Linked DNA regions of Mus musculus: regions 2, 3, 4, 5 and 6 are each linked to region 1. Evidence: chromatin contacts called from public HiChIP or PLAC-seq and promoter capture Hi-C data. All regions are on one chromosome and are shown on one strand. Each heading gives the region's core, a stretch centred on a gene start, on an enhancer-like site or on the middle of the called end of the contact. The rest is flanking DNA. Distances are from core to core; before and after follow the strand shown. Region 1 holds the start of Kctd13 (potassium channel tetramerisation domain containing 13). Region 2 holds the start of Sbk1 (SH3-binding kinase 1). Region 3 holds the start of Spns1 (spinster homolog 1). Region 4 holds the start of Prr14 (proline rich 14). Region 5 holds the start of B130055M24Rik (a long non-coding RNA gene). Region 6 holds the start of Phkg2 (phosphorylase kinase, gamma 2 (testis)).

What was found. Promoter capture Hi-C pulls out the DNA fragments that hold promoters and counts their contacts. HiChIP or PLAC-seq counts read pairs in DNA pulled down with a chosen protein or histone mark.
Region 2: a promoter capture Hi-C map of cranial neural crest shows a contact between it and region 1. The contact joins the promoter of Sbk1 here to the promoter of Kctd13 in region 1. A contact is called at or near these places in 1 of 39 promoter capture datasets (cranial neural crest), 1 of 484 Hi-C or Micro-C datasets (liver) and 1 of 115 datasets of contacts at active chromatin or transcription factors (pancreatic cancer cells).
Region 3: a contact with region 1 is called in a promoter capture Hi-C map of embryonic stem cells. The contact joins the promoter of Spns1 here to the promoter of Kctd13 in region 1. A contact is called at or near these places in 4 of 39 promoter capture datasets (cranial neural crest, embryonic stem cells, frontonasal cranial neural crest and 1 more).
Region 4: an H3K27ac HiChIP or PLAC-seq map of thymic regulatory T cells shows a contact between it and region 1, with 4 times the contacts expected there. The contact joins the promoter of Prr14 here to the promoter of Kctd13 in region 1. A contact is called at or near these places in 1 of 39 promoter capture datasets (cranial neural crest), 3 of 115 datasets of contacts at active chromatin or transcription factors (kidney, pancreatic cancer cells and thymic regulatory T cells) and 2 of 9 other capture datasets (liver and pancreatic islet).
Region 5: a contact with region 1 is called in a promoter capture Hi-C map of pre-B cells, with 2.2 times the contacts expected there. The contact joins the promoter of B130055M24Rik here to the promoter of Kctd13 in region 1. A contact is called at or near these places in 3 of 39 promoter capture datasets (the C10 cell line, liver and pre-B cells) and 1 of 115 datasets of contacts at active chromatin or transcription factors (pancreatic cancer cells).
Region 6: a promoter capture Hi-C map of liver shows a contact between it and region 1, with 2.1 times the contacts expected there. The contact joins the promoter of Phkg2 here to the promoter of Kctd13 in region 1. A contact is called at or near these places in 4 of 39 promoter capture datasets (the C10 cell line, liver and pre-B cells) and 1 of 9 other capture datasets (liver).

What each region holds. Positions count from the first base shown.
Region 1 is chr7:126,927,576-126,930,479 of GRCm38.p6, reverse strand. It overlaps Kctd13 (potassium channel tetramerisation domain containing 13), which reads right to left and starts at 1,601. Exons shown (of 6, transcript NM_172747.2): 1 at 1,182-1,601. The coding sequence starts at 1,425. It also overlaps a transcript of Tmem219 not described here.
Region 2 is chr7:126,270,872-126,273,958 of GRCm38.p6, reverse strand. Sbk1 (SH3-binding kinase 1) reads right to left here and starts at 1,463. Exons shown (of 4, transcript NM_145587.3): 1 at 860-1,463.
Region 3 is chr7:126,376,635-126,379,498 of GRCm38.p6, reverse strand. It overlaps Spns1 (spinster homolog 1), which reads left to right and starts at 1,565. Exons shown (of 12, transcript NM_023712.3): 1 at 1,565-2,662; 2 at 2,760-2,825. The coding sequence starts at 2,422.
Region 4 is chr7:127,470,337-127,473,121 of GRCm38.p6, reverse strand. It overlaps Prr14 (proline rich 14), which reads right to left and starts at 1,508. Exons shown (of 11, transcript NM_145589.2): 1 at 1,145-1,508; 2 at 856-1,024. The coding sequence starts at 1,167.
Region 5 is chr7:127,447,136-127,449,978 of GRCm38.p6, reverse strand. It overlaps B130055M24Rik (a long non-coding RNA gene), which reads right to left and starts at 1,589. Exons shown (of 2, transcript XR_869949.3): 1 at 408-1,589. It overlaps Zfp689 (zinc finger protein 689), which reads left to right and starts at 821. Exons shown (of 3, transcript NM_175163.3): 1 at 821-1,325; 2 at 1,503-1,616. The coding sequence starts at 1,121.
Region 6 is chr7:127,572,021-127,575,074 of GRCm38.p6, reverse strand. Phkg2 (phosphorylase kinase, gamma 2 (testis)) reads right to left here and starts at 1,727. Exons shown (of 10, transcript NM_026888.3): 1 at 1,619-1,727; 2 at 1,109-1,221. The coding sequence starts at 1,203.

The DNA.
Region 1 (2,904 bases), core at 352-2,851:
GGATCTCTTGAGTTTGCGGCCAGCCTGGTGGTCTACAGAGTGAGTTCCAGCAGCCAAGGTGACATGAAAAAAACCCTGTGGGGACAGGGAGGCAACAAGAACGACAACAAGAAAACCTAATACTTACCTGTTTCAGACCTCTGCCATGTTCAAAAACTGTTTCAAACATCTCCAGTGTATCATACACACACCTGCCACGGAACAGATCCCTCCCAAATCTGCTGGGCAGTCAGAAGGCTCTCACCGTGGGAACGTTGTTTTAAAGTCAGGATCTCATTATGTAACCCAAACTGAGTGTTAGCAGTATAGGCAGGAGGCACCAGGCCCAGCTCACCATGGGGGAGATTCTTACCAAATTACCTTATCAATAAATGTAACCCCTTGTATTCATTTTAACCATCTAATTTAATGAAAAATGCCCACTTCAATCCTCCGGTTCACAACGATGAAGTAGTAACATTACTTGGAATACCAAGAATTACTGTGATTACATGAGATTTTCTTGCTTACTGGTCATTCCTACTCCATGCCCTCCCCAACTCCCTGCGGGGTGTGGGGCTAACTCCCCAAGATTCATCATTTCCCTTTACCAAACTTTCTCTAGCAGTAACTGACGCATCACAATACTAATCAAATAAGTGAATTTTCATCTTCGGTATTTGAAAGCCGAACTTCACCTCCTAAGTGTTTGCTTTTATCTATGTTAAGCCCTTCCCCTTAAAGCTATTCTACAATAAGTGAGTCCCAAATTTAAGGCAACACTCCCGAGAAGGTTAAGGTTCACCTGTCAAGAAAAGCTGCGCCCTTCACTTCGCATTCATGGATGATTCCTAGAGTGCGGGCACTGGGCACTTGTATTAGAGACAGACCAAATCTTTCCGTTCTCGAGGCTACCTGGGGCGGTTCTACCGCAGAGAGGCAAACAAAAGGCTGGGCAGTGGGAAGTAAGTGATAAAGGTTGTTTGAGGGGTACTGCTTGCAGTAGACCTGGTTCCTTGGCTGTTTGAACTAAGGGAAGAAGAGCAGATAATCGGCAATGGAGCGCTTGGCAGATGTTACTGCTGGAAGTAAAGGATTGGGGAAAGAGAGAGATTCTGAATTAGGAAAAGATAAGATGGGACTAGGGAGCCTGGAATGAACTGGGAGCTGGAGGGCAGCACGTGTACCGGCGGCACGCATACCTCCCGCGTCTGTGAGCACTTCAACGCGGCCGCTGAACATGGCCTTGAGCATGGTGTCCTGCCCCGTGAGGGTGCGCAGCGTGGTGTAATGCAGCGAGCCGCCCACGTTCAGCTTCACATACTTGCTGTTCGGGGTGAGGGGCTTCAGACTGTACGAGGGGGAGCCAGGCTCCACACTCGAGGGGCTAGGGGACTCCAAGCATTCGGCCGCAGCCGGCGCCGGGCCCGAGGCCTCGGCCGACATGCCAGTGAGCGGACGCGGGTGGCAGTCGGAGGCCCTCTCTGCGCCCCGGTCCGGTTCCCTGAGATCCCGCGACTCCAGCGCCGGCGCCCGGCCGCTCGGCGCACACGCCCACTCTCCACAGCTACTCCGCGACGTCCACCAGCCGCCCCATCGCGCGCTCTCTCCACCCGGAAGCCGGCGCGCGGAGCTGCGCAGGCGCGGCCAGGCCGAGGGCCGCGTCTCGGGGGCGGAGCCAAGAACCGGGGCGTGCGCAGTCGGTGGCGCCGTTGCAGTCCAGCCTGCGGGTTGGGGGGTGTGGTGTTCTGAGAAAACGTCTAAAGGATCCTTTGCCCCCTTGTTCATGTGGATGGAGAATACCGCAACCCGTGACGATTTCAGCAGCGCTTCATTCGCGTAAAAAGAAACAAGCGCAGAGGCTGAAGGTTGAGTATAGTTTTCCTAGCCCAGCTCAGTGCACTTGACAGACTGTTAGAAGAACCGTCAACAAAATGAAAGTTCACCGCGCGTGGTGGCACACACCTCTAATCCCAGCACTCGGGAGGCAGAGGCAGGCAGATTTCTGAGTTCGAGGCCAGCCTGGTCTACAAAGTGAGTTCCAGGACAGCCAGGGCTAAACAGAGGAACCCTGTCTCGAAAAAACCAAAAACCAAAACAAAAAAAAAAAAAAAAAAAAGAAAAAAGAAAGTTCTCCAATGAGGCCATAGGGTTTCCAGGGGACTCACAGGTTAGAAGGCGGGTGCAAAGAGTTCCCTGAAGGGAAAAGGATAGAGACCTGAATTACATATAACTAATTTTAGCCCTGGAGGCTGAGGCAGAGAGATTATGAGCTCCAGGGGATCCTGGCCTATACAGTCTTACCTATCTCAAAGCAAAAGGAGAACCATTAGGCAGGAACGTGGCGATTACAAGAATAAGACTGGACAAGCTAGTGAAGGTCTTAGAATCCCAGCTGTCATGAGACCTTCCAAGGAACCCCAAAAGAGAAGAAGGTATAGGGCATTGTGAACAAGAGGTGATAGCTGAGGTATTTAACAGCCTGCCCTAACGTCTGGAAGGGGTTTTGTCTTGGATGTTTAAGCAAAGTCAAACCAGGCAGTGTTGGCTCACACCTTTAATCCCAGCACTCAGGAGACAGAAGCAGGTGGCTCTCTGAGTTCAAGTCCAACCCTAGTCTACATAGAAAACCCCTGTGTCGGGAGAGAGTTCCAGTTTCTCTTCTCCAACTCTGTCACCAGCTGACTGGAAGATCTGGGCAAAGCTCCTCTCTCTGGGTCTGGTTGGTTCTTTTGCTGCTCAGTCAGGGGTACAAATCTAGTGTTGGCTCTGGAGAGGTAGCAGTGTGGAGAAGCAAAGTGGCTGTTAGAAGATGTTATCAAGAAATGTGTCCGGCACTGAAGAAACTTGTGTTCTGCCAAGAGGGATTGCCAAGCCTGCTCTCCCTACCAGGTGGAGCAGTGAGAAGGTAATTCTTGACTGGAA
Region 2 (3,087 bases), core at 214-2,713, 660 kb after region 1:
GAGGCCCTCTTGATTGTAGATGCTTTGGAAAGCTTAAGCAAGAATCCAGACTCACTCCTGCATCGTAGAGGACACAGTGTCCCAGTCCCGGACTTGGCCCTAGGTGTTCCCCGGGTCAGAAAAAGGGAAAACACTCAGGTTTGCTGTCCTTGGGACTTAGAGGGGCAGAAAGGTGCTCTGACCCGAAATGGTTTCTTCATTCAGGGTACCTCCCTCCCCCAAACTAGCTGTTCACTGAGAGGGCTTGTCCTCTCCCTGTTCTGCAGGGAGCACAAAGAGGGACTGGATAAAGAGCCCCACTGAGACCTGAGCTGGGGTCTCAGAGTCAGAAAATAAGAGACTCATCCTCTCAAACACGCCCCTTCCCTGCCCTCTCAGACAAAGGCACACACCCAAAGCCCCAGCTGTCACCCAGAGCTGCAGAATGCAGGCACCTCTCACCTTTGGGCGCCCCAAATTTTCTCTTTCCTGTGGGGAGGGTGGGTGTCACTTAAGAACTCAGCTTGGTCTTTGGGAGATGATAGTTACGTGTCTTTATTCTTCAAAGGACCTAAGGTCTAAGGCTCCAGGCTATTCCGGGGAGACTCTCCACCTTCTAACCCCTCTCCAGGGCGTCGCAACTCCTCTCTCCCGGGGTCCGAAGCTGTGCCCAAATCTCAGGGTTGGGGTGGAAGGTGGGGGAAGGGAGAGGAGGAGGGGGCGGCTCCTCCAAGCGAGACACAAAGAGACGTCCTTCAGCCTCGGCTCCATGGCGACGCTGAGGAGGGGGAGCGCGCACTCTGGACTTCCTTCCCCACCTGCAGGACTCTAGGGACCTCGGTACCACTCACCTGCCGCCCCTCACCTGGGTCCCACTTACCTGGGCTGGGGCCGCGGGGACGCCGCGGCAGGGGGCCTGGGCGCCGTGTCGATCTTCGTCTGCCCGGCCCGAGAGGGGCTCAGGGCACCACTACCACCATGAGCCGGGACGCTGAAGGCGTCGCAAGGGGCTTGGTCGCCCGGGTCCCGAGGCTTTGGGGTGCCCGCGGCTTCTCGTTAGCAAGAGGATCTTGCTGTCCTAGGTTTGGGGTCCCTGTGTGCCGGAGTAGCGGATTAGGGAGGCTAGCGCCCCAAGCCTGGGTCTCTCTGTGTCTTGAGGTGTGCGGTTGTAGCAAGCAGATCTTGGGGGGCCCGGGTTGGATCGGTCGCTGCGTCCCAGCAGCCGCGTGCGAGGATGGAGGTCACCGCTCAGCCGCTGGGGGGTTCGGGCGCCGCCGCTGCGAGCAGCCCGGCCCTGCGGGCTCCTGCCCCGGCCTGGCGCGGGCTGAGGCTGCGGCTCCGGCTGAGGCTCCCGCTCCGCCCGGCACTCGGGCTCCAGCGCCGGTGCCCGCCCGGGCTGCGCTCCATCGCGGCCTCGCGGCTCCGCCTCCCGCCGGCGCGTACCTGCCCGCCCGCCGCTCCGCCCTCCGCCTCGCGCGCCGCCGCACGCGCCTTTGTCCGCCGCGCCGGGTGCGCGCTCCGCGCACGCGCACTCCCGCCGCGCCCTCCCGCCAGGCGCCACGGGCCTGGACCTCCCCACCGCCGCGGGAGCCGCACGATGCCCCGCCCGCTTTCCGGCCACGCGGGGTCCTAAGGCCCGCCGGTCATTGGCATAAGCTTCTTTTTCTAGGTCAGAGCCCAGGAGGGGGCCAGAACGAGGTTAGAGAGGGCTCGGGGGAGTCACAGAGGGTCACCTGGTCCAGCTGCTTGGTCCCCGAGGGGCTAGACTGTCCCAGACTATTCCAGCCTGTGCTTGTGGGGCGGAGCCTGGATCTGTTTCAAAGAAGAAAAATAAATCCGAGCTCTCCTATTCAGAATGCACTCGCTCATTCAACTACCGGTCCATCTGTTCACCCGCCTGTCTGCCCATTCATCCTTCCACCTATCCATTCGATTTCCAGGGGACCTCATAAGACTACTAGGCTACTCAGAGACCTGGGGTCTGTGGGGCCGTGCAGGGTTCAGGCAGAACTTTCGAGCTCTGCTGTAGGGAGACCGCGAAGTAAGTTTAAGGAAAAGCTGGGATTAAAGGTGTATAGCAGAACGGAAGAAGGGGGTGGGGGGTTCCTGGCTGAAGCAGCAGCTGTGCAAAGCCACCCGGGTGTGAAGAGCTTTGTTCATTAACCGGAAATTGTAGCCTGGATGCAGGTGGGGCGATCGAGCAGAGATGGCGACAGAGTGGGAACAACGAACGCATCCTTCCAGAGGCCCAGTCTCCCATGCAGCATACTATTTTATTCATAGAAAAAGCCCCCGACGCACCCAAAATCTCTCCTCCTTTTAATCTCTGATCAGATTGTTTTCTCAAATTAGCATCCTCTTCCAACCACTCCAGCTGCTGGTAGAACTTTTAGAGCTGGTTATTGCAAACTCAGGTAGCCTTAGGTGGAGCTGGGAAGACGGCTTATTAAGTAAAGTGCTTGCCAGGCAAGCATGAGGGACTTGAGTTCCTCCAGTGCCATGACACCTGTAGTTCCAGCCCTGGGAAGGCAGAAACAGGTGGATCCCAGGGACCAGCCTGATCTGATCCGTGAGTTCCAGTGAAAGACCCAGTCTCTGAATAAATAAATAAGTACGGGAGGGGAGAAGGGGAACCAAGCGAGATGCTGCTAAAGACCAGGGTTCAGGCCCCCAGGACTCAGCTATGGCTGGGCAGGTGTAGCAGCCTAGAATCCCAGCATTTAGGAGGCAGACAGGATCCCCAGAGCAAGCTGACTAGCAAGACTAGCCGAATGAGTCAGCTCTAGGTTCAAGTGAGAAACCATGCCTCAATTTGTAAAATAGAGAACAAGAGAATCAACCTCCGTCTGCACATGCACACACATGCATGTGCACCCCACATACATGCAAACACACACATATGCATGCATACCACGCACCCACAAAAAGTTAAATGAGCTGGGGAGGGATTGAAGAATACACCTGATAATGTCAACTTCTGCCCTCTACACACACACACACACACCTAAGTTGAATAAACTACAGACAGGAACTAGAAATGTGGCTCAGTCTTGGCATAGGGAAGACCCTGGACTCAGTCCCCAGAACTGGACGAAGAAACGAAGAAAC
Region 3 (2,864 bases), core at 316-2,815, 550 kb after region 1:
TGGTGCGTGTGTCCAGACACTAGGTTTTCATTTGAATTGAGTAATGCAGTAGGCAACCTATTATGTCACGTTTCTTTCATCTCACAGTGTTTTACGTTTTTAATCTTTTATTACGTTTTTATTTTGTGTGCATGTCATGGCACATGTGTGAGGTAGAGGACAGCTTGTGGCAGGCAATCCTCTTCTGCCATTTGGATAGGGACAGAACTCAGATTGTCAGTATTGGTACCAAGTATTTTATCCTCTGAGCCACCTTGCTGGCCCTTACCTATTTTCGAACTCTCAATCTCTCTCTCTCTCTAACTTTCTCTTTCTCTCTCTCTTTCTTTCTCTGTCTCTGTATCTCATCATTATCTAGTCCAGGCTGACTTAAGACTCAATACAGTCCAGTCTTCAAATCCTCAAACTTTTATCTGCCTCTTCCTCTGCTGTGCTGAGAGGGATATTAAAAAAAAAAGATTTATTTTCTGTATATGGATACACTGTCGCTCTCTTCAGATACACTAGAGTAGGGCATTGGATCCAATGGTTGTGAGCCACTATGTGGGATTTGAACTCAGGACCTCTGAAAGAACAGTCAGTGTTCTTAACCACTGAGCCATCTCCAGCCCCAAGAGGAATCTTTAATTTTTTGTTTTGTTTTGTTTTGTTTTTTGTTTTGTCGAGACTGGGTCTTATGTACCCAAAGCCACATTAAAGTTAACTATTGCTATGTATCAAGGACCACTTTGAACTTCCAATTCTCCTCCTTCTACCTTTTGCAACGGGCTGGGTGAATGAGGTACTGGGGACTTGAGCCCAGGGTTTCAGGAATGCTTGGCAGTATTTACTATCAACTGAACTACATCCCAGTTCTGGAAGTGGGATCACAAAACAGTATTTTCATAGAATCATAGTATTTTGCATTCAGAATGTATGTATATTAAGGAAAACTAGCAACCTGAGACGGTTCGCCATGGAACACCTTTAATCCCAGCCTTCTGAAGGCAAAGGCAGGTGGATGCCTGTGAATTGGTGGCCACACTGGTCAAAAAAGGGAATTCCAGGACAGTCAGACATACAGAGAAACCTTGGAAATAAAAGAAAGAAAAATGAAAAAACAAGCCAAAAAAAAAAAAGCCTCTGCTCCGTGGGTGCTGAGATAAAAGGTTTGTTTAATTCACTGCCACACCTAGTGGGATTTTTTTTTTGTATGTTTTGTTTTCAAGACTAAAGGTATTAAAGGCATGTGCCACCAGCCAGATTGAGTTTGTTGTTGTTGGTTTATGATAAGGTTCCTCCGTGTAGCCCTGGTCACCCGGGAACTTGCTCAGTAAACCAGGCTAGCCTCGACCACAGAGATCGGCTGCCTCTGTCTCTTTAGTGCTGGGATTAGAGCCATATGCCATTTTTTGGTGCAGGGTACATTGCAGTTCATTGGTTCTGAGCCTCCGCCTGTCCTCCAGGAGAGACACCAGAGGGCGCGAGGACACTAGTCTTGGTTGGAGAAAAACTCGAGGCCATAGACAAAACATCCTCTTCCTCCTAAACTCTAGCATCTTTTCTTGGAGGCAGGGTCTCACTCAGTATGTAGCCCTGGCTGACCTGGAACTCGCTATGTAAACCAGGCTGTCCTTGAAATTGCAAAGATCTCCGTCCTTCTGCCTTCTCCTGGGACTAAAGGTATGCGCTACTACGCCCGACTCTATAGGAATCTAAATGTCCACAGTGAAAGCTCATGATTGGTAAACAAAAGGAGGCAGCTGCTCGCCGCTATTCATCCAACAATTACTGAGCAATGAAGCCATCAGCCAGTCACTGAAGAAGAAAAGAGGAAACAACTCACTAGCATCTGTAGAGATGTAATATTTCCAAATAATCCACTATCTCGTGAAATCGGATAAATGGGTATTCCATCTAGGCGATTGATTACACCAGCTTGCGAGGCCCCCTGGAGGCTACTGGTGGAAGTAGGAACGAGCGTCGGGTTACCATAGCGGAGGAGCCCTAGAAACCCTGGAGGCTTCCGTAGGCGGTGGCAGGTCACGTGTTCAATCCTTGCACCGGGTGACTTTCTCCGGTAGGGCTCCGGTGTCACATGACCTGCTCTTGGGCAACATGGCGGCAGTTGTGTTGCTGAGCTTGGACTGAGCAACAGCGAGTGTGGCGCGCTCCTTCCCGGGCTTTGGAGTGCGTCAGCGTGAGAAGAGGGACTGGGTCCTGGTCTTCCTGCTCCTGTCCCAGCGTCACCTGCACCTCCTGTGTGCTCTCCTCTGTCGGAACCAGAGGGAATGACGAAGCCCAGGGCTTTTCGCAGTGGTGCACTGTGCATCGGACCACGCTCCTAGGCGATAGTGGGCAAGTCTTCTCGCAGTCCTCTCTCCAACCTCCTTCCGTCGGAGGTAGGACCGAAGCGTGGGCGGTTGCGATTCCCCAGGGACCATGGCCGGGTCCGACACGGCGCCCTTCCTCAGCCAAGCAGATGATCCTGATGACGGGCCAGCGCCCGGCCATCCGGGGTTGCCAGGACCCATGGGGAATCCAAAGTCCGGGGAACTCGAGGTCCCAGACTGTGAGGGGCTACAGCGCATCACTGGCTTATCTCGGGGCCATTCGACCCTCATAGTGGTGGTTCTGTGCTACATTAACCTCCTGAACTACATGGACCGCTTCACCGTGGCAGGTACGCACTGATGCTCCGAAGAAGGGATATAGGCAAGGGAGAAGTTCCCCAGGATAGGGTCGCCTCTTGGCGCTCATTCTTTGTTTTTTCTTTCCAGGGGTTCTTACAGACATCGAGCAGTTCTTTAACATCGGAGATGGTAGTACTGGCCTCATCCAGACTGGTGAGTGAGGCTACTGCCCACACAACCCCTCGTTCTTAA
Region 4 (2,785 bases), core at 259-2,758, 540 kb before region 1:
TCTTTCTTTCTTTTTTTGGGTTTTTTTTTTGGGGGGGGGTTGTTTGTTTGTTTTCTGAGACAGGGATTCTCTGTGTAGCTCTGGCTGTCCTGGAACTCACTCTGTAGACCAGGCTGGCCTCGAACTCAGAGATCTGCCTGCCTCTGCCTCCCAAGTGCTGGGATTAAAGGCTTGCACCACCACTGCCCGGCTTTGGTTTCTTTTTTAAAAAGCACGAAAATATCATGTTTTTGTTTTACTCCCAGGTGTGGGATATGGGACTGCTTTAGATTGTCCATAGCAACTTACTAAGATTTGCCTCCAGCAGGGGCATAATTTTGCCAGCTACAGACAGGTTCTGCAATTGTATGACTTTTGGAATTCTGGGGACTTTTCATGTTAAGGCCCCCAAGGAATGGGTTGGTTATTGATTGGATGTTTGTTATTATTCACAAGAAGAAAGTAGATATCCTGATGGCGAAGATCAAACCTGCCCCAAGGAACTCGACACCCCTAATCAGCAGAAAGTAGCCTACCATCGCCCCATTCCCTCCCTTGCCTTTATTCGGAGATCTCTTTCCTCTCTATTCTTTTTCTTTCTTAACTAGTGTTAGGGGGTTGGGAGGATGGAAGAACCCACCAAGTAGCAAAGGATAGCGATAACAGGGCAGTCAGAAGAGTTTTTCATACTTAGTAGGATGTGGTTGGGTGAGTGGGTGACTGGACAGGCACATGAATTACCCAAAACCATATGGTCTTGCATTATGGAGGCTGCTTTGAAGGCTGGCTTAGTGGAACTGGTCTGACTTTAGTACTAAGCCAGGGCGGGGATGGAGGATAGGGAAGAGGGAGTGGTCTTTCACTTAAAGGGCTCACCCTGTTTGTAGTCATGACATCTTCCAACACCACGGCAAGGACCCTCCGAGAGGCCTTTTCTAGGGATGAAGGGGTCCCCAAAGGCTGCAGCCTCGGTCTTTTCGGGCTCCTGGCTTCCCATGATGCTCGAGATAGAGGCTGACGGCACAGGCTTGGCTGTGTAAAAGGGCTGGAGGGTGAAAGTAGAAGACAGTTGCCTGAACCTGTTGTTGCCTCTGTTGTAGTCGGGTGCAGCCGTCAGCATCCCCGTCTCCCGAGCTCAAGTCAGGCGGGCGGGGTACGCTCTCACCTGGAGTTCCCAGGCAAGTCCATGGGGGAAGCGGCGGTTCCGGGGAGTCCCTGGGGTATCCCAGGCTGAGGCCTGGGGTAAATTGGGGAGCGGGGGAGTGGGGAATGAGGGCCAGTTCCTCCCCCGGGACTCCGCCCTTCATAGTCCGCCTGCGGCTCCCGGTAGGGCACAGGCCCTTCCTCCAAAGGGCGCCCCCGGCCGGCCTCTCGGAGCCGGGTCTTCCCGCTGCAGCCGCCTTGATCACTCGGGCCCTGCCTGGCACCTGCCGCGAGACTGGATTGCGGAGGTTACAGCTCTCCCACCGCTCGAGCCTCCTGGGACCTTTGTCCCTGTTAGATGCCTCCCTGAGGTTCTCTGGGATCCGGTGGGATCCCGGTCCCGAGAGGCTTCCGTTTCCGCTAGATTCCTCTGTGGTCCTCGCCCCACCAAGCAAGAGCTCCAAAAGAATTACTCCACTTAGTAACAGCCCTCCCTCCTACCAGATCGCCTAAATTGGATCTCTGTGGAAAGAATCCTACTGCGCGGTTCTTCCAATCAGAAGCCGCGCAACTTGCCTCCTCCCACTGAGAGCTTCAGCTTAACGAAGTTCCCCTTGGGGGAGGCCTAAACTCATCACTGAACTCAGTCCGGATTCTGGGTTATAAACTGTCAAACCAACCGGTAGACCATTCACTCCAATCCCAGAAGGTCCAGCCCACCGGTAACATCCCACCCCAAGCCCCCGCCCTACTTGGATCCCCGCCCCGCGTTCTCGGGCGCCCCGGACCAGTTGGCTCAAACGTTTTCTTCTCCCCCCGCCTCCCGGCCCTCTCTCCAGCCCGGTCCCCCCCACTCCCACCCCTCCCCTACGCCTCTCACCGCAGCTTTCCAAGGATCCGGGTTTCAAACAGCTCCCACCTCCGGCTTCTTTAAAGCCTGCCTTATGCAGCGCTGTCCAACCGTCAGAGGCCTTCTTCTGTGTGTCTTAAGCACCGCCCAATTGCCGGTTCCGGTCTTCCGGGGTTAGGAGAAACTGCGTGAAATCTCCTGCCCGCCATAATACGTAGGGGCAAAGAAGCTCAATTGTGCCTGCACCGCCATTTTAATTGAGGGCAGTCTGATTTTAGCACTAGTCGACCGAAAAGCGTCATTTTTCAAAGGCTGGTCAGCGACCAACTACTATATCACGTTTCTTGTTATATTTGGACAAGTGTAGGAAAGCTAAAGTTTCTCCACCTAACGTAATTTTTCTTGTTCTTAACGCCGGTGAATATCGATTAAATGTTAAGGATTTGGGAATTTCCCATTTTCTTAGGTTTAAGTTCCTTAGGATTGAAGTTCCGGAAGTCGGGACGGCGGGACGGAAAACCTGAAGATCCCAAGTTAAAGAGTAGGCCTGATGTGGCCTCTAGCTTCCAATTCAGTTTCTGGAGAGACCAGGAACAGCCTAAGTGGGGAGAAGGCTGGGTGCGGTGAGCTTCATTCACTAGCATTTCTCTCTCTCCTCCCCCCCCCCCCTCCTTTCTTCCTAGGTAGTGTCTGCAGGCCACTCAGAAGGCGACTAATATAACCAACCTGGGGTTGCTTGGTGGAGCCGGTTCATTGTCCTTCCTGTTCTGGGCTGGCAGAAGTAACTCTTGGAAGAGGAGCCTGTCCTCTGCA
Region 5 (2,843 bases), core at 340-2,839, 520 kb before region 1:
TCGGCTTCATACCCAGTCCTGGGTATCTATTTTAAAAATACTTTTATAGAACTTTGGGCCCCATGCATGCTAGGCAAATGCCTGCCACTGGGCTATACACTCTTCATTTAAAAACAGGGTCTATGTTGCCCATGCACTCCTGACACACGTTGACACAGCTGCACTATTTCGGAAAGCAACGGTACAGGGGTGATTTCCCTGCTTCATTATAAATGAAAGGATCAACTAGCCATCTGTCTTTTGTTCCCCCTGGTAGCCTAAATGTGCATTCCACTGTACAAAGAAAGGGTAAGCCCAAAGCTATTGGTCTCACCTCTAAACAAGCGAACTTCCTTGGTACTCAGGTAGGCCATTCACTTCTATAGACTACTTAGGAGCTGCCCAAGGTACAAGACCAGTCAACTTACCATTCTAGTCATTCAATTTTACCAGACGCGCCTTTTGTGCACCAGATCCTTACCACCGCTCCCTTCTCATCTAGTACTTTTCAGAATTCCTGGCTGTGACACCTTTATGATCGTAGGATGTAGCTGTTCAAAAATCCATGTTGTCACTGTGTGACTTTCCCTTTGGAAGACCTGTAGAAACGTCTTCTCCAAGTAGGGCAAACAAGCGTTGGAGAACACAAGAAAAGCCTCCCATTCATAAGACTTCTCACAACCGGCTTAGAGACACAGGATCCACCTTCTTGCCCTTAAGAATCCGTTGGCTTCATTCAAATGGGCCGCCTTCATTGATGACCAATCAGAACGCCCGATCTTCAGCTACCAACCAATAAACGAATGCAATAGATAGGAGGAAAGTAGGCAAGAAGCCATCTCGCAGCGCCATTACACTTTAGGGCAAGGAGGTTAAGAAGTCGGCATGGCGTTCGGGTCAATAAAATCGATAGCTGGAACCTGCCTGTGTTCTAGGCAGCGGTGGTGCAGGAGCAGCGCCGCCATCTTCCCCGAAGGCATCTTCCGGTGCCTCTCACCCAAGTTCCAGCGGGAGTTCCCTGAATAACGGTCTGTGTCGGGCCGCCCGGCCCCTCAGGCAGCCGATTCAGATTTCCTCCGGGCCTTCCCGACGGAGCTTCTAGGTCTCCGGGTCCCCGTGGCAAGGCCGGGGAGCAGGTCCGATGGCGCCACCTTCGGCTCCGCTTCTCCTGCGGGCAGTCGGAGAGGCTGGACCTACTCGGAAAAGGGGCAGGAGGCCAAGGGCCTTGAAGTTCGTGGACGTGGCCGTGTACTTCTCCTCGGAGGAGTGGGGGTGTCTGCAGCCCGCTCAGAGGACTCTGTACCGGGATGTGATGCGCGAGACCTACGGCCTCCTGGGCGCGCTCGGTGAGGCCCGGCCCAATCTGCTTACGCGGGGCCTAAGGGATGATGGAGCTTGAGGGCGGGGTAGAGTGGGGGCAGGGAGCCTAGGGTCCTGACCTGCGATCGGCTTGTTAGGGGTTGGCGTTTATTTTTTAGCATCCTTTCTTCGGGCCAGCTCTCTGACTGGTTCTCCTTCCCCAGGATGCGCAGGTCCCAAACCAGCTCTCATCTCCTGGTTGGAACGAAATACCGATGACTGGGAACCAGCAGCCCTAGATCCGCAGGAGTACCGGAGATGGGTAACATTCCAGAGAAGTGAGTGAAAAATACCCACGAAAACCATACTGCCTTCCTGAGTAATGCCCTAAACTGTCGACCCAATCTAAATTTGTCGTCTGATGAGAGTTAACCAGGTTGCTTGTACTGTGGGCATACGAACTACAAACGGTACTTCATTGACATAAGTGAATTACTGAGCTTTGAAAAAGATAACTACTGCTTTCCAGGATCCGGGACTTAGCTTCCATTGAACTTCTCCAATTCCCATCGGTCCTGGGAAGACTAGAAAGAGTCCTTAACCACTGAGACATCTCTCTCTAGCCCCTGGTTCACTCTTGACTTTAAAAAAGAAAAAGCCCCATTGATTGGAATGTTCATCTAGGCTTGTGAACTACTGGATGAAATACAGTCCAAGGTTTTTTTGTTTTTTTTTTTTACAACTCTCTCAAAGTGCTCCTAGACCAACAGCTGCATATTTGGGAGTTGTCTTGGTCAGAGGTTTCTATGCTGTGATAAACACCATGAACAAAAGTGGCTTGGGGAGAAGAGGGTTTATTTCATTGATATTTTCATGTAAACATCCATCATCAAAGCAGGGCAGGGCAGGAACATCAAGGCAGGAACTGAAGCAGAAAGCCACAAGGAAGGCTGCCTCCTGCTTGCTCTCCTACTTTCTTACACACTCAGGAACATCTGCCTAGGGATAGCACCACCCACAGTGGGCTGGGCCCTCCCATGTCAACCTTAATCAATCACTAATTAAGAAAATGTACCACGCTGGGCATGGTGGCACACACCTTTAATCCCAGCACTCAGGAGGCAGAGGCAGGTGGATTTCTGAGTTCAAGGCCAGCCTGGTCTACAAAGTGAGTTCCAGGACAGCCAGGGCTATACAGAGAAACCCTGTCTCGAAAAACCAAAAAAAAAAAGAAAAGGATGTACCACAGGCCAATCTGGTGAGGACATTTTTCTCCGTTGAGGTTCCCTCTTCCCAAATCACTCTAGCTTGGATCAGGTTGGCATAAAACAAGTCAGCACAATTGACCCCTTGTTAGCATGACACACAAACCCATCCCTTTTAACCATAACCTTTGTTTTTTGTTCATTCCAAGATCTCAATTCAAACACTCAATTCAGACTCTCCTTAAAATACCTAGTCTCTTTCAAAGTTTCTCTATCATATCCAAAACCTCTCTAAAATTAACTATGGGTTCCTATTAAAAAAAAGTTACATACTTGTTTATTCCAAGAAGTAATAACCAG
Region 6 (3,054 bases), core at 478-2,977, 640 kb before region 1:
CACAATTCCCCAACTCACACCAAATGCACAGCAGACTAGAAGGTGGGCTCTGCTTTTACCCTCGTTAACCCAAGCGCAGAGAGTAAGCGCCCTGCTCACAAGCACGCTCCACGTCATGGTACCGCTCTGAAAGCGTCCGCATCATGGCCTAAAGCCCCATTTTCCTCACTTCCTTTCTTGTCTTTCCCCACTCTGTCTATGGTCTAGCCACTGCCTTGAGCCCTGCACTAACTGCCCCCTCTAAATGAGAAGACACCCCCCCCCCCCAGCCTATTCTCACACTTTATGTCTCAGCTCAAGTCCTCGGAGCTGAGAATGTGGCTCTGTAGTAAAGCACTGTCTCTTAGGATGGGGCCCTGAGTTTAATCCCCAGCACCATGAACAACCAAACACCCCTCCCCCAACCCTCCTGTCATTTTCTTAGAAGTCTCCTAAAGCCCCTCCTCTGTGGAGACCCCGTTGATTGAATCCTACTGCCTACTTATTTTTTCCCCTAACGCTCCTTTCGACCTTTATCTTTTTTTCATTATGTAAAGATAGAAACATTTCCAAGACAGAAACTTCCTCAGGGTTCCTGTTCTGTCACTCCCTCACCCGGTGTTCTTGGTGCTTAACACAACATAACCAATACACTATGCTTCTGAAACTAAACCATAAAGCATCTGTGGTGGCGATCACAGTAGCAATCCCTGCTCCCCTCCCCGACAGGGTTTCTCTGTGTAGTCCTGGCTGTCCTTGAACTTCCTCTGTAAACCAGGCTGGTGTCAACTCAACAGAGATTCACCTGCCTCTGCTGGGATCAAAAGCATTCACCACCACCGCCCAGCTCCAAGCATCTTTTCTACAGACCCCTACTTCTCGAACTAGATACCTTTGAAATGCTCACGTGATGGGTATTTTCTACCTTCCCGTTGTCTGGACCACAAACAATTGTTGACAATATAGATGAATAGAGGAAAAAATGCGGGTTAACTCGGAATACTAGCCAAGTCACTAACTGTTTTCCACTGTCCACTTCCTAACTATCCAGTCTTCAGAAGGAAGCCTTATTTCCTGGCTGGGAGCTGACTACACTGGGCCGGTGTATGCTTCAGCTGTGAAGGCTCACCTGCCAATGATGTCCTTAGGGTCGTACTTCTGGTAAAACTCTTTGGCCGCAGCCCAGTCAGGGAGTTCATCCTCCGGCCCCACGTCCAACGTCATTCTGAGGGATGTGGGGGCCTGGGAGGAGGAAACGGAGGGCAGTGAGGGCAAGGAGGCCCACAGGTTCTGAGAGGATGCACATCGTGGCTCCCGGGGGCGCAGCACCTGCGGCTGGGGCGCCAGGGTCCTGGGGGTTGGGGGTGGGGTAGGGGAAGGATCAGGACCGGGGAGACCACAACGAAGGGCCTAGGGGGGAGGGAGGGAAGCAGGGCAGGGAAGAGGATAGGGAAGGGCGGGAGGGGGGAAAGGTGGCTCGGAAGAAGGGGGAAATGGCACAAGTGCGGGCGGCTGTTACCGCGCAAGCGCACTTGGCGTCCACTGGGAGGGGCGCGGGGGTCTCGAGCAGGATGACCCGTGCGAGCGGGGAGGGGGAAGGGAGGGTGGGGGGAGGGGGGTGAGGAGGGAACAGTCTAACCTGCGCAAAGACCCTCAGCTGCTTGGTTTATGTTTGTTCCTTTGCTTTAACCTGTAAGGCTCCCACAGCGACCTAAGGCACCGCCCCCATCATTGCAGCCAATGGCCCCTGCTGTTTGAGAACTAGGGATTAGAAACCCTCCGATTGGAAAATGGCAGTCCAATAGGAAGACGGGATTCCAGGGCGGACAAGGCCGTTGGCGCTAGAAGTCCCCAAAAGGTCTCCACCATGAGGAGGAGCCTGAAAAACAGCCAATCAACATGTAGCACTTGCTTTTCTCTCCTGGTGCTGCTGGTCTGTAAAGAGACACGGAAGTTAGGTTACCGGAAATGTGATGTCTCCGCACTACCTCACCGTGCCCTCGGACAAGGCCCTTTTAGTTTCCTTCTGGAATCCTCATTTATTATAGTAAGAGCCTGTTCCAAAATTCCTTTTTTTGTGGAAACCTGCGTGTAGACAAGTGTGGTCATGCACGCTTAATCCCAGCACTAGGAGGCGAGGCAGGCAGATGGATCTCTTGAGATGGAGGCCAGCATGGTCTACAAAGTGAGTTCCAGGACCGGCAGGGCTGTTTATACAGAGAAACTGTTTTGAGAAACACAACAAAACAAAATGCATATGCAGCTTGGCCGTTTGGTCCTGACTAGAGCTTTCAGGATAGTGTCCATCATCCTGGGGTCACAGACTCCTACCGTCTTGCTCCCAGACCCTCCTGCATTAAGTACACAAGGTTGTTAAGGTCCTGCCTAGAGTAATTCCAAAGCCAGACATATCCTAAAACCAAGGTTCTGGAGTAACAGCAAAGAAAAAAGCAAATCCTCAAGGTTACAGTCCAGCAAAAGAGAAATGATAATTTTTGTTTTTTTAGACGGTGTCTCACTATGTAGCCCTTGTTAGTCAGGGATTCGTTGTGTATCCCAGGCTGGGGTGGAACTCCAAAGATCAGTCAGTTTGAGTGCTGGGATTTAAGGCTCAGGACGCCTAGATTACAGCATGATTTTCTAACAGCTTTTTCTATAAGGAAACCAAGTAATTTAGTGTTTTTGCTTTCTGTCACTGTAGAGCCTTTCCTCATCAAGCTTAACTTTAACAACTTGCAAAAATAGTTTTGAACTTTCCTAAGTAGGTTTGTTGTTGGTACACAGGGGATAATTATTCTGAAATTAGTCAAAATAATGTATTCATATAATTAGGAACCGAAGAGTCTTCCTATGAGAATATGAAATCTGGAACTAGAGGAAGAACTACAGGTAAAATTTGGGCAATGGTGAAAAACAGATTAAAAAATAATTTTATATTTTCCAGTATTGATTTCTAAAAGGACCCCCAAAACAGAAGCTAGTATAAAGTCTAAATGCTGATTTCTCTTGGTTGCAAACAAAGGAACCAGGGATCTTTGGGAAATGACCAAGGACAACAATAATGTGTCAGGAATC